Regions from separate parts of the Mus musculus genome. Here region 2 is linked to region 1. Evidence: chromatin contacts called from public HiChIP or PLAC-seq data. All regions are on one chromosome and are shown on one strand. The core of a region is the stretch at or near the end of the contact, and the rest is flanking DNA. Distances in the headings are between cores, read along the strand shown. Region 1 overlaps Il15 (interleukin 15). Region 2 has its middle 24 kb from the start of Tbc1d9.

Region 1 (7,273 bases), core at 3,796-6,295:
TTCTTCTCCTGTGTGTCTGGTTTTTATCCCTGACACATATGACTCAAATAGTCTGTTCAGTGCTGTCATTTAGAAGGTGATAGAATGGGTTTGAACTCAGGTCTCACTTTAGATTCTGCATTCTTCATACGAAGACTATTATTTGCTAGTAGTTCTCACAGGTAATAATCAACATTTATAAAAATGTGACTAGGAGAATGTAAACTTCCATAATTTATATATGAAAGCTATGTAAAACAAGAAATTACTAAAACTTACTAGAGAGTTCAGCAAGTTTACTAGAGAGTAAGTTTATGATATTTTTCAACAGTAAATTATCACTAGCTAGCATAATACATTAGTACAGATCATACAACATCTCCCAGCAGAGACACAACAATTCTCCATGACAAATTGTGGTTTGAAGACTGAATAGATAACACAGAACAACAACAACAACAACAAAAAAACCTGTCAGTACATTCTTAGTAATGAGGGAAAAAAAAAAAAAGCTAATGTCAAGCTCCAAAGGGAGTAAAGATAAATGAGACCCTTCAAAATTGGAGAACTGTATGCTTAAAAAGGTATAGTAAATATTGAATTTAATACAGAAATGTGAAGAAATATTCTTGGAAGCTAATGAGGATAGAACATTGTTTCAACCTTAAAGGAAGTGCTGAAGACAACGATAAGAGCATGTTTAGACAGGATACTTATGGTCTGCCAGATAGTGCAAAAAGGAGAGTGCTGTTAGCAAAAGTGTCAAGGAGGAAGTTAGATAACTGAGCTATTGTGGGTTAGAATAAGGAGAATTACTCTGGAACACTGGTTGGTTCTGACCCTTAAGCTCTCTATTTGCAAACAGTAGATTGAATTCATAGCAGTGTGATAGCATTTTGAATCATAGTATTGATGCTGTAGGATGGCTAATTATAAGCTGTAAAACAGCAATTCAAAAATCTACTAATAAGTACACCTTTATATATAGTCAATTCATGTAGAGTTGCAAGACTAACCATCACAATCCTACTTAATTGGAACAAGTTGCCTTCATCTCGGAACTAAAGTTTGTGTGGGCAGCTAGCATAATGCTCACATATTCTTGGTAGCTAAGTAAACTCTAGTAGATAACTAATGTGTGTTGGGGAGAGGGTGTTGCATGTAGCTTTCCCTACCTTGCCTAAGGTCTGGGAATGGACTGTGTTACCAGACCCCACCCAGTTTTCCTTGAATCCATGGATAAAATACATATACGCTGCTCATTTTCAACTTGCCTTTTGGCACAATTGCTGGGTACTATTATCTTCCACCTGGAAAAGTGTGCCCTTATTAATAGTCTTATCTCTGCACCTCCCACCTGCCCTAAACTTTAGTGGCTCAGATACATCTAGTCCCTAGTAAACATCCCTGACCACCCACCTGTGTGAGTGGCCATTCCTCCTGAGACCTCACATGGCTGTTTAGCTTTTCTCTCTCCAAAGCATGATGAGTTGTACCTGTCTCTTTTCCTCTAGGGACCTGGACGTCCTGTCTATTCCTCCTCCCCCGACCCCCAAGCCCCCAGCAATTGTCTCGAGGCTTCTTTACTGACAGATCAAGAACCAACTGGGGAACAGCAAAGGCCCCGGGGCAGGGGGGACAAAACACATTGTTGAACCCAAACTTTATCTCACTGTGTAAATCTATACAATGCACTTAATTTCTGTGTGTTTTCTTTTCTGAAAAAAAAAAAGAAGATGATTAGATGAAATTCTTGGGCTGCTACATCTGATATTCTGAAGAAAGAAAAGACTTGGCAATATATGCTGTGGTGGTCAACTATGACTTTATGTATGGTACTTCAACACTGAATTAGGGTCACCTCCAATATAATTTCTGTATTTCAAAGATAAGTTGTCTAAGGCCATGAAGCTACTTGAAGACAGAACTAAAATGTATATTCATGTTTCTTGGCTTCCCATCTCCTTCATAGTTCTGACAATGTTGATGAGGATCCAGATTTTATAAAAAATTCTTCAGCTTCAATGTGATAAAGCTACCATTATTTTAGTAACTTAATTGTGAACATGGTAGCCTTCATGAGAATATAATAGAAGATGGTGAATCCTCTATCATTGTTCAGAGAACAATCCACAGACAGAGATTCTGCCTTTTTAGAAACAAATTCTTGTAAGCAAATGTTAGGGGTATACTGGATGCTACTTGCCTAGAAGGCTATGGCCCGTGCTTACATGGGGATGATTTATGTTATGCTTTTACATGGCATATGAATTCTATAAAACTGTGTTGTACTTGTTATTGTTGGTGTCAATATGACAAACAATGCAGAGGGGGAAGTAGGAATAATTTTCTTTGATTCACAGTTTAGTTTAAAGTCCATGATTGGATGGCTGCAGTGTCTCTCAGCCTGTAGTGAGGCAGAAATAAGACAGAGAGCAAAGGTACAATTCAAGGTGCTAGGGGGCAGATAGCATAATATAACAGGAAGGGGTCAATTTATCTTTCCAAGGTGTTTCCTCAGTCACTTACTTCCCTTAACTAGGACCCAGCTCTACCTCCTCTGTACAACCTATTCAAATATTGATATACCAATAGAATAATCTATTTCTGAAGCCAGGACTTCCAAGATGCAAGTACTTCCCCACAACTCTGCCTCCAAACACCATTTGCACAGGGGACCACACCTGAATTATATGACTTAACATTTTAGGATATGTTAAGTCCTAAGTTATAGCAAAGCCTTTTAAGGTGTCTTTGTTCTCAACATGTGTGTGTGTGTTAAAGAATCGACTTTTCTGTAATTTAGTCATGTAGCATGGCAGCCTTCCATGTGGAGAGATTGTCCTGATGTAAGAAGCAAGTTTTTGATGTCTGTCTGCCAGATCCTTCAGTTCCTCCCTCAACAAGTCAATTCTTGGAGTATTGCAAGCTTCATCCCACAAGGAATGGCACAGCATTTGCTGGTGCTTAGGAAACCCACTTTCTTGATACTGAATCTAAAGAGAATGATTGAAGTAATATAAATCAGAGAAAAAAATTTTAATTAACAAGGTAAAAATGACCATCCTTAGTAGTAGCTTGATGAATACTACTTTACCAGAGTAATAGTTGGCCTTCTGATAACTATTTTAACAAGTAGTAGTTGATTAGGTCAATGGAAGGAAGATATATTTTTAAATTAAGTCCTTTGTCTTGGAGGCCAGGGATATACTGGCTCTACCTGAAATAACTGCACATAACCCCTATAGAAGAAAAAATGATAACTGAGAGTGAGGATACTGTCTGCTGACTAGGCCAGGGAGAGGGAAAGCAGTAGCCACTTTCTTTGCCCAGGCATCTGACGTTTGTTATGCCAACTGACAAATAAACTTGGTTAATCAAGATCTTAGCATTTCAGCGAGCTGTTGGATTGCTGCTAGAAGCTTTGTTCCCTTGTCAGGAAGGGCCCTTCAAGCAATGCTGTAGACAAATAATGCTTGGGATCACTCCAGAAATCTGTTACTACTCTGTTGATTGACATATACAGTGTAAACCACTCTCTATGTTGCACAAAAGGCCAAGTATTCAAAATAAGTGATGTCTGAGGTCTCATCAGCAAGAATAATTAAAGCAAAGGAGAATGGCAGTCACTGCTGGTGAGACTGTCTGTAGACAGAATAGACCCCAAGGGATTTTTGTGGTCAAAAGTATACTAGTATTCTACAAAATAACCACTTTGTTCTAGATTGCTTTATTTGATGGCGTTATTACCGAGGACTGTGGTAATCATGCTGCTCACTTCTGCGGGAGGCAGTAGAAATATTTGAATCTGGCCATTTGCCAGAAGGAGCTGAGCTGTGTCATTAGGCTGTTGTTCCTTCTGACGGGATGTTATCAGCAGGTGATAGCAGGTACGCGTCATTACAGTCGTCATGCAACATTTCCCGAGACAAACAGATGGGGTGTGTCTTCTGTGGCAGTGCTGAGTGATCACGCTGTGATTGGAATCAGAGTGACTGCTATAAATCATAGCATACACTTTAATAGTTAAACAATTATCTCTAGTGGCAGCACTGGAAAATTGTTTTGTGATGATTTGCTGATTTTTATAATGAATTGTAACTGACATTTTATATGGATCTTTTTATCTAAATGCCACAAGGAATCAAAAGCAGATCCTTTATTTTAAGTGCATACCTGGGGATCTTTTGTGTTTATGACATATCTCTGGACTGGAGGGAGGTAGTTTATTTTTAACAGCCAATCTCCAAAGTTCAGGAAACAGCTTTCCATATCTATTTCTTCAATTAAAAGTAGCATATATGCACAATGCTTTCATATAAAGATAACATGGAGAAGGGATGAAAGAACACAAAAGTGACCACTATTAAAGTCAAGCCTAGCTAGACTATTTTGGTGCTGTAACCTACAAATAAACAAGATATGGATTGGCCTATGGATGGAAAGGAAATATATTTTTTGAGGAGCAAAGACTACAGAGCTTCTTCCCTGCCTCTTGCTTCACTTTCCAACATCGTGGCCTGATCCCTCTAACATCTTCTCCACTCTCATTCTTCTACCTCTGCAGTACCTATGTTATTTGAAATTTATCTCAAGCTCTCAACCTTTGAAAACCTCACCCTCCTGTTCTGCTTTGTGGCTTTGTCCAACTCCTCATGATCTTTGACCACTTTCTTCGAAATTTTAAGACCCTGTCCAGAGGTGTGTCATCTCAAGGAGACTATCATAATCTCAGGTACAAATGTATTGGCTCATGTTCTTAGATCTGATAAACAGTTTAAGTCTCAGTCACCCAATCACCAGTAGCAGTAAAAGAATCAAATATGAACATAAAATTATAATACAAATACAACAATAGTTTTGAGTCTTCTCTGTGTGCCATGGCCCATTTTACACAACTCACATGCCTGAGATGCTGAATTGCACAATCATCCTGTGAGGTAGATATTACTGCTTTCACAATGCCACGGGTGAAAGTATCTTGAGTTAGCTCACGCATGCTGTGGTATTGCTGGCTGGTGGCTAAGTCATGTTTCAAAATTGCATGTGCCTCAGCTTTTCAGCTTTGGAGTTGTGGTTGGCTCCTGTGAGGAAGTGGATTTCTGGTTTGTTCTCTTTTACTTCATTTACCCTCAGATGGTCACGTAGGGTTTGTGGCTACTGTGCACAGCTTGACAGCACAGCTCTGCATGTTTTTAAGGTGTGGATCACTAAGTTAGGAACAGGAAAACCAGACACAGAAAATACATTCATAGAAAGTAATGGTTGTTCACCATTTCTAGAGTTTTTGTTGTTGTTGTTTTTTGTTTTTCTTTTCCTAACAAAAACAAAGCAAAGGGTCTTAACTTGGTTACTGCATTAAGAGGGGTGGTAATTCAGTTAAACATATTTCTCATCTCCTTTGAATGAGACATGGTGTTTTCAGAGTGCTAAGTGACATGGTCATAGTCTTCTCAAGCACCACTTAGCCTAAATACCTTTATACAAGATAACATAGATATATTTCATAGTTGCTTGATTAATGAAAGCAACTAAACCTCCCCTGTCTAATACGTTTAACATTTGCTGTTATTTTCTCAAACTTAATGCTTGACTCCATAGATACATTCAAATTGCAATTTTAAACTTCAAAAGCTACAAGGTGTTTCCTATGCCTTTTATTTGGGAGGGGCACGTTGTCTATTCCCCCCTCCCATTTTAAATTTTATTACTTTCCCTAATTTTTACATAGGGGCAACTTTGTGACTATATTAATTATCTAGTCTTATACTGAGAGTCTTATGCCCATATTTCCTAATTAAAAGCAGGAACATTACAGTCCATGTAGCATGCTTTCTAGCTTCCTTCTGATTCTAACTGCCTCAAGCTGGACATGAGGAGATGGTAGAGGGCTAAGAGGCTGAATTTCTCCTGGACCAGCTAAGGATTGAAGAAGACTTTTGGATGGGGGGGCCTTGGTTAGGGCTGCTCCTCCAGAATAGGTGTGAGGTCTCTTTAACAATGCTTCTGCACTGGCCTATAGAGGGTGGCAGGCTGAATTTCTCACTTTCAATTCCGTTTCTTCATCTTATGGCTCATCAGATCTGAGTATGTTAGTTTCCTTTGTCTTGTTAGACTTTTTTTTTTTTTTGTCAACTCGACAGAAGCCAGGATCAACTGGGAAGAGAGAACCCCTGTTGAGAAAAAAATAATAAACAGGGGCTGAGACCTCCCATATCAATCATTAATCAAGAAGATGACCCTCTGTGGGTGGTGCCATCCCTGGGCAGCTAGTCTTAGTGATATAAAAAAGTCAGCTGATAAAGAGAACAGGGCAGTAAACAGTTTTCCTTCATAGCCTCTCTTTAGTTCCTGCCCTAAATTTTCTTCATAATGTATTATAGACTGAGGGCTGAATTAAACCCTTTCCAATCCAAGTTGCTCTTGCATATGGAATCTATCACAGCAATAGTAGCCACTCTAGGATATTAGTGAGAACACACAGGATTTTGTTGAGAAGCAAAGCCTTCAATAATTTTTTTTTCTTATTAGAGAATATTTCTATTTATTTATTTATTTATTTATTTATTTATTTATTTATTTATTTATTAGGTATTTTCCTCGTTTACATTTTCAATGCTATCCCAAAGGTCCCCCATACCCACCCCCCCAATCCCCTACCCACCCACTCCCCCTTTTTGGCCCTGGCATTCCTCTGTACTGGGGCATATAAAGTTTGCAAGTCCAATGGGCCTCTCTTTGCAGTGATGACCGACTAGGCCATCTTTTGATACATATGCAGCTAAAGACAAGAGCTCCTGGGTACTGGTTAGTTCATATTGTTGTTCCACCTATAGGGTTGCAGTTCCCTTTAGCTCCTTGGATAATTTCTCTAGCTCCTCCATAAGGGGCCGTGTGACCCATCCAATAGCTGACTGTGATCATCCACTTCTGTGTTTGCTAGGCCCCGGCATAGTCTCACAATAGAGAGCTATATCTGGGTCCTTTCAGCAAAATCTTGCTAGTGTATGCAATGGTGTCAGCATTTGGAAGCTGATTATGGGATGGATCCCTGCATATGGCAATCACTAGATGGTCCATCCTTTCGTCACAGCTCCAAATTTTGTCTCCGTAACTCCTTCTATGGGTGTTTTGTTCCCATTTCTAAGAAAGGGTAGAGTGTCCACACTTTGGTCTTAGTTCTTCTTGAATTTCATGCGTTTGGCAAGTTGTATCTTATATCTTGGGTATTCTAAGTTTCTGGGCTAATATCCACTTATCAGTGAGTACATATTGTGCGAGTTCCTTTGTGATT
Region 2 (6,869 bases), core at 3,486-5,985, 760 kb before region 1:
TGCTGTGCCTCTCTCAACAAAGTGAAGATCAAGGAAGACAAAGACTAAGAAGTGTTGCAAAGTTAGCTATGCAAGCCCTGCCCCCATCACTGTCTGCTGGGTACTATTGATACCCCCAAACATCATGTGTTTTCCTGTGGGTCTTGCATCACCATGTGAGTCTGTCTTAGCAAAACTCCACATGAGTCTGAATCAGCTGACGTCACTCTGCCAATCAACCCAAGTCTGAGAAGTGGCAAGAAGCCACCAGAGCACCACCACAAGTTTCTTTGGTGTGTTTCTTTCTATGGGATCACTAAAAACGGAGCTCAGCAACGAAATATAAGGTGAACCAATACATGCTCGTTATTACAGAAGAATCCTTCATTATGTGTCCTTTCATATGCTTGCTTTAGCAAAACATCCTTTCACTTGTGTCTGCTTCAGAAAAACACTCCTTCACACTTCTGCAACAGCAAAACACCATCTGACACAACTGACTTTCCAAAGTAAGTTTCCACTTGAGAGCAGGCAGCCTCTGCCTCCGTGGCATCCCTGGCTCTAAGAAGAACTTGTAAGGATGTCAGCAGCTGAGTAAATGATGCCGTCTTTCGTAAAACACATTTGACCTACTGCTTTAGAGGAACTTAATAAAAGTATAAAAATCCTGGGTTTTAGAAGCCTCCCACTAGAAGCTTATGCATGCAAATTAGTATTTATGATACATAAATAGTACATTAAGTATTATGCATGCATAGCACAAATTAGTATTTACACTATATAAATAGCACATTAAGTATTGAATTTGAGTTGCAAATTTGGAAAGTCTTACACAAATGTGTGATTTGGATTTCTTTTACTTGGTGAATAAGATTTGCAAGTGATGAGAATTTTTTAGAGTCCAGGAGATTTTTTTTTTTTTTTTTTTTGTTTTTTGAGACAGGGTTTCTCTGTATAGCCCTGGCTATCCAGGAACTCACTTTGTAGACCAGGCTGGCCTCGAACTCAGAAATCTGCCTGCTGGGATCAAAGGTGTGCGCCACCATGCCTGGCTCAGAGTCCAGGAGATTTTGAGAGTTGGGGAACTGATACCCTGGCACACTTGCTTATAGAATAAAGGGGACAGTGGCAATTCTGGCAGATTTTCTATAGTTAAGTCAGTTGTAGCTAGTTTTGTTCTAGAATATCCCACAAACTTGAGTTCATGCTATTATATCCTTGGGCTTAAAAACAAAACAAAACAAAACAAAACAAAACAAAACAACTCTATGTTTTGTGTCTTACATGCGTTCTCGCGACTGGCCAGGAAGAACGCAACAAACCGGAATCTTCTGCGGCAAAAGCTTTATTGCTTACATCTTCAGGAGCAAGAGTGCAAGAGCAAGAGCTCTATTGCTTACATCTTCAGGAGCCAGAGAGCAAGAGCAAGAGCTCTATTGCTTACATCTTTAGGAGCCAGAGCGCAAGAGCGCAAGAGAGCAAGAGTGCAAGAGTGCAAGAGAGAGCAAGAAAGCAAGAAAAAGAACAAGAACAAGAAAGCAAGAGAGAGAGAATGGCGAAACCCCGTCCCTTTTAAGGAGAATTATCCTCCGCCTAGGACGTGTCACTCCCTGATTGGCTGCAGCCCATCGGCCGAGTTGTCGTCACGGGGAAGGCAGAGCACATGGAGTGGAGAACTACCCTTGGCACATGCGCAGATTATTTGTTTACCACTTAGAACACAGGATGTCAGCACCATCTTGCAATGGCGAATGTGAGGGCGGCTCCCCACATTTGTGGTTGTACTCAACAAAGTCCAAATACAAGGAAACCCGAATGGTCTGGGTATAGAAATAATTGAAACGGTTAAGCCTGGCTTCACAAAACAAAACTTGTTCTGTAACAAGGTAAAGTCAATGTCATGTGTTTTAGTGAAGTTTAATAAGTTCAGGCCAGCAACCCTATAATCCCCTTAAATATGCTAACAACTTTTCTTTTAATGAGTTTATCTTTGTTTCTGTGTACACATATGTCTGGGGGTGGGGTATACATGTGCACATGTTCCTGGGGTAGGTAGCATGCATGTGTGTATGAACATGTAGAAGTCAGAGATAAACAACAGTTGTGTTCCTCAGTCCTGCACCTTATCCCCTTCTTTGAGACAAGGCCTCTCACTGAACCTGAAGCTCACCTGTTTGGCTAGACTGCCTGGCCAAAAAGTTCAAGGGATCCTATATTTCCAGCACTGGGAACACAGGCATGGACATTGTTCCCCTGGCTTTTCCTTGGCTGCTGGGGATTAGAACTTGGGTCTTAATGCTTGCATGACAAGCACTTTACCCTGTAAGCTGTCTCCCTAATTCTCAGACACTTTAAATGTTGATTGTGGGTAAGCTGTTTTGACTGATGAACTTGCCAGTCTACCAACAAGCTGTCTCCAATAAGTAACTGTCGACAAACTTTTTCATGTAGTAAGCAATGCTCTTAAAATATGACAGAATGCATGTTTATGGTTGCTTGGGGTACCAGGAAATTCCTTAGGCTCCAAATAAGTTTTATGACCTGAAAAGACAGTAGTAGAAAAAGAAGAATGTTGGGGGTTGGTCTAGTGCTATTATATATACAAATGCTAAATTCTGGACCCCAAGATCTGGTTGCCCCAGACAAGCATATTCTCACATACATTGGCCTTTGTATTATAAACCTTGCTCCCCAATGTAAAGCTATTGGTTAAATAAAAGTGGCTACAACCAATGACTTGGGAGAATAGAGGTAGGCAGGGCTTTAGTTACCAGGCTGGCGGTCACAGGTAGGGACCGTGAGGAAGAGAGATAGAAGAGATAGAAGGAGAGATGAGAAGGAGGGAGGAGAGAGAAGACAGAGAACAGGAGGTCTCTGTTAGATAGGGTGGACCAGGAATACTCACCTGAGTGAAATGTCTTCCCGCCCTGAGAACAGATTGGTGGAGTAAGTACTTGAGGAGCTTAGCTGGAAGCAGCCAGTCTAGCATTAGAAAAATAGATTAGGGGTAATTAGCCCAGCAATGGTGCTAAAGCTGATAGATAAGTCTAGTAGGCCTCGGTCTCGATTATTGGGGGGGGGGGCTGGCCAGGTCATATTAATAACTACTAGAGTTAATAAAAAGTGTTTTAAAGAAACAGAAGAAGGCCCTGAGGAAGTGAATTACATGCCATTTTCTCCTGGAAAGACATCAAGTCGCTAGGATTTTTCTGTGAATACAGTTAAGGTTTGATTTGTGGTCCAAACGAAGACCAAAGGGATCTTCTTATGACTGTAAAGACAGTTCCAAGAGCAGAGGCCAAAACCAGATGTCTTTCACGGTGTGTACAGTGAAAGAGTTTTCAGAGGAGAAAGAGTTAAAAACAGTATGTCTCCAGACAGGGCAAGTGATTGGAACCTTCTTCAGAACTGAAACCAGAAAACCGGAACTGGGCAACTCAGCTTCCAGCAAATGTTGACTTTGCACAACAAAAAGTTGCCGTGTGCCCACTGTGTCTGGCTGTGTGTGAGTAATGAAGCTGTGTGCTTGACATGGGGCAGATGATGCATCGTGATTAACTAGGGACACCTTCCACCCTGACAGGGAGCAAGCTGATGATGTGGAAATGAGGCCAGTGACATGAAGTTATACTTTAAAAACATGTCTTGAATTGTCGCTTCTATTTTAAAGGGATAGAAGCAAAGGAAACTCAAGGCAGAAAGAACTGTACCAATATGAAGACATCTGGGTTCTTGAGGAATGTTGTGTCCAATCCCAGTTGGACTTCCTAGCTAAGAGTGCGATAGGCAAATGACTACAGTACTTACAGTACTCCAGCTCTTGGCACATAAGGAAGATATTGGAGGTTGCAGCTATTAGTTCGAGTCAGTGAAACGGCAAGTGTGCTGTCTGTGAGGAAGTCAACTGCTTCCTGTGAAATGACCAGGGCAGAAGCAGAGGCTGGCTGGGCCTCAGGATACAGAGGGGAAGCTGTTGTGTGCCTGTGTGTGGGACACAGTGGTGTCTGGAGGTGATGTTTACGAAGGTGCATGTACTTGCTGGTCTACCTCCTCCCCACCATGGTTGTGTGTTCCTCTTTTGGTTCCCCTTAGGGGCTGGGTAAGACTGAATTCGAAACAGAGGGCTGACATTTCTTCCTGATCCCTGTCAAAGTAAATTAAGGCTTCCAGCAATGATGTTCTAAAGGGGCAGGGATATACTCACATCAAAAGACCACCAGCTGCCTATGAGGGTGTCATCTGTGGCATGTGGTACATGTAGTAGAATATATTACTTAGACTCTGTTTGGGAGACCCTATTTCATGCTAGAACACTGAATTCTAGTCGTTAAGTTCTGTTATCTTGCTTTGTGGACTTTGAAATCCTGTTTTATTAACATAGCAAAACCCAGGATAGGAAAATGAGATTTACACAAGTGATGGAAAAAATGAAGAATTTACTAATAATCCCTGTAACGTGACCAACTGGTGGAGGTATTTATGTGAACTTTCAATGCTGTTTCAACAACTGCCTGTAATTGTCTAGCAAGGGAAGGCCCATAGAAGGCAGTGCCTGATAAACTAGTTACCTAGTTTTTGGACTGGACAGTGACATCTAGCAGTTTCCTTCCAGGAAGGAGACATACTCAGGAGACTCAAGGAGTAAACAAACCTCCCACATCCTGGGAAAGCTGAAACCAAGGTTCACCAGAGGGCCCCCACCCCTGCCAAGGATAAGGAAGCAGTGTGAAGAGCTGTTGGGGTTTGGCAATGGGGAGAGAGCAGAGTGCTCTGAGGAGCCTTTCTGACCAGTCTAGCTGCTTGTAGTTCCTGCAGAGAGCTCTGGGCTTGCAGCCTTGGCAGCTGTCATCGGAGCTATGGACTTCTCTGCCATGAAGTTCCTTAGCATCATCTCTGTTCCTGTGAGCATCTTATGCACACTCCTGGGAGGAATCCCAGCAAGCTGGCTGATTCCACGCTGGACTGTGGTGCCATTCTTTCTTTTATCTCTTATTGGAACTGTGCCCTTTCGAATGAGTGGGCATTTGTGTCACATCTTCACAGGAAAAAGAATCACACGACGGACACAAAGAAATGTGGCTGTGCCTTTCCTTCTCAAAGCTTTCTGTACTGACGGGTGTCTGAGCTCTGCCTACTTTGTTGTTGTTTTTTGTTTTGGTTTGTTTTTTTGAGACAGACACTCATGTATCCTAGGCTGGCTTCAAACTTAGTATGTAGGTGAAGATGACCTTGAATTTATAATCCTTCAGTCTCCATCTCCTAAATGATGAGATTCCAGGGGACCACCATGCTTCCCCTGTGCCATACTGGATACTGAATCCAGACTTCTTGTACCCTAGACCAGAACTCTACCAACTGAGCTACATACCCAGCTCAGTTATGATGATTTGAAGGATCCTTATTCTTTCCATTAATTATTTATTTACTTTATATCCTGATCACATCCCCCCTCTCCTCCAAGTCACCCCCTCACACACCCCTTTTCCCCATAGCTCTCTCCCTTTCTCATCTGAGAAGGGGGAGGTCCCCCTGGATACCAATCTACCCTGGCACCTCAAGCCATTGAAGGACCAGGCACATCCTTTCCCACTGAGGCCAGACAAGGCAGCCCAGTTAGGGGAATGGGATCCACAGGCAATCAGCAGAATCAGGGTAGGCCTTGCTCCAGTACGAAGACCAAGCTGCACGTCTGCTACGTGTGTGTGTGTGTGTGAGTGTGTGTGTGTGTGTGTGTGTGTGTGTGTGTGTGTGTGTGTGTGTGTATGGGGGAGCTAAACCCAACTCATGCATGCTCTTTGGTTGGTAGTTCAGTCTTTGGGAGTTCCCAAGGGTCCAGGTTAGTTGACTGTTGGTCTTCCTGTGGAGTCCCTGTCCTCCAGGTCCCTCAATCCTTCACCCAACTCCTCCACAAGACTTTCTGAGCTCTGTTTAATGCTTAGCTGTGGGTCTCTGCATCTGTTTCAGTAAGTTGCTGAGTGGAGCCTCTCGAAGGACAATTATGCTAGGCTCCTGCCTGCAAGCCTAACAGAATATTATTAATAGAAATTGGTTCTCAGCCATGGGATGGGTCTCACTAGTTGAGGCTAGGCATTGGTTGAACATTTGCTCAGTCTCTGCTCCATCCTGGTCCCTGCACTTCTTGTAGGCAGGGCAAGGTTTTGTGGGTGGGTTGGTGCCCTTATCCTTCCACTGAGGAGTCTGCCTGGCTGCAGGAGGTGGTCACTTTAGCCGTCATATCCCCCAGTGCTAGGAGTTTCAGCTAGACTCACCCTCATAGACTCCCTGGTGAAGGCTCCTCATTTTTAAGGCCTGCATACACATTGTCATACTTGTAGGGCCCTGGATGCTGAAGACCTTTTCCCAAACCAGCCCTCAGGAAGGGATGAATGGTGGAGGGATTTTGCCAGTTCCACAAGCTGAGAAACAAAGTGCACAGCTGCTAAGGTGCACAAGAGCAATGTCTGTGATTGGGAGTGAATGCCCCAATGTCTCTTTTGACACCGCTGCTCCTCCCATACGCTTCCCCACCCCGCACCTTATCTCTTCTCTGTGTCTGATCTGCCACCTAAAATCAATTTGACTTGGTCATAGTAAATAATCTTCAGAAGAATCTTAGTGATCTTGGGACCAAAATAGCATCACTGGCTGGTTTCCATGGATTTTTCTTCAGGGGTATTTGATCTGAACATTTCCTATGTAACTTAAGCAGTTTGAGACATAGCATTTGATGCTTCAGTTAGCTCTTAATTGAGATCACCATGGTAATTGGTTTTGAAGGTTTGAAAGGGCTCTGTTTAAGGTCTAGTGGTGCAGTGAAGGCACATCCTCAGGGACAGAGCATATGCTGATGTCTGCTTTTTCATAAAGACAACTCTTTCTGTTTCCAGGAT

Evidence for each region. HiChIP or PLAC-seq counts read pairs in DNA pulled down with a chosen protein or histone mark.
Region 2: an H3K27ac HiChIP or PLAC-seq map of microglia shows a contact between it and region 1, with 5 times the contacts expected there. The contact joins two enhancer-like sites. A contact is called at or near these places in 1 of 484 Hi-C or Micro-C datasets (bone marrow-derived macrophages) and 1 of 115 datasets of contacts at active chromatin or transcription factors (microglia).

The regions. Positions count from the first base shown.
Region 1 is chr8:82,381,248-82,388,520 of GRCm38.p6, reverse strand. The region is part of intron 1 of Il15 (interleukin 15); the gene reads left to right. Among named protein-coding and RNA genes, the nearest start is that of Il15, 18 kb to the left of the region's middle. Within about 2 kb of position 5,045, at least 56 of the 459 cell types and tissues checked have an H3K27ac peak or open chromatin away from gene starts, as enhancers often do. A contact at or near this core is called in bone marrow-derived macrophages and microglia, where this site is marked.
Region 2 is chr8:83,138,092-83,144,960 of GRCm38.p6, reverse strand. No RefSeq gene overlaps it. Among named protein-coding and RNA genes, the nearest start is that of Tbc1d9, 24 kb to the left of the region's middle. Within about 2 kb of position 4,735, at least 89 of the 459 cell types and tissues checked have an H3K27ac peak or open chromatin away from gene starts, as enhancers often do. A contact at or near this core is called in bone marrow-derived macrophages and microglia, where this site is marked.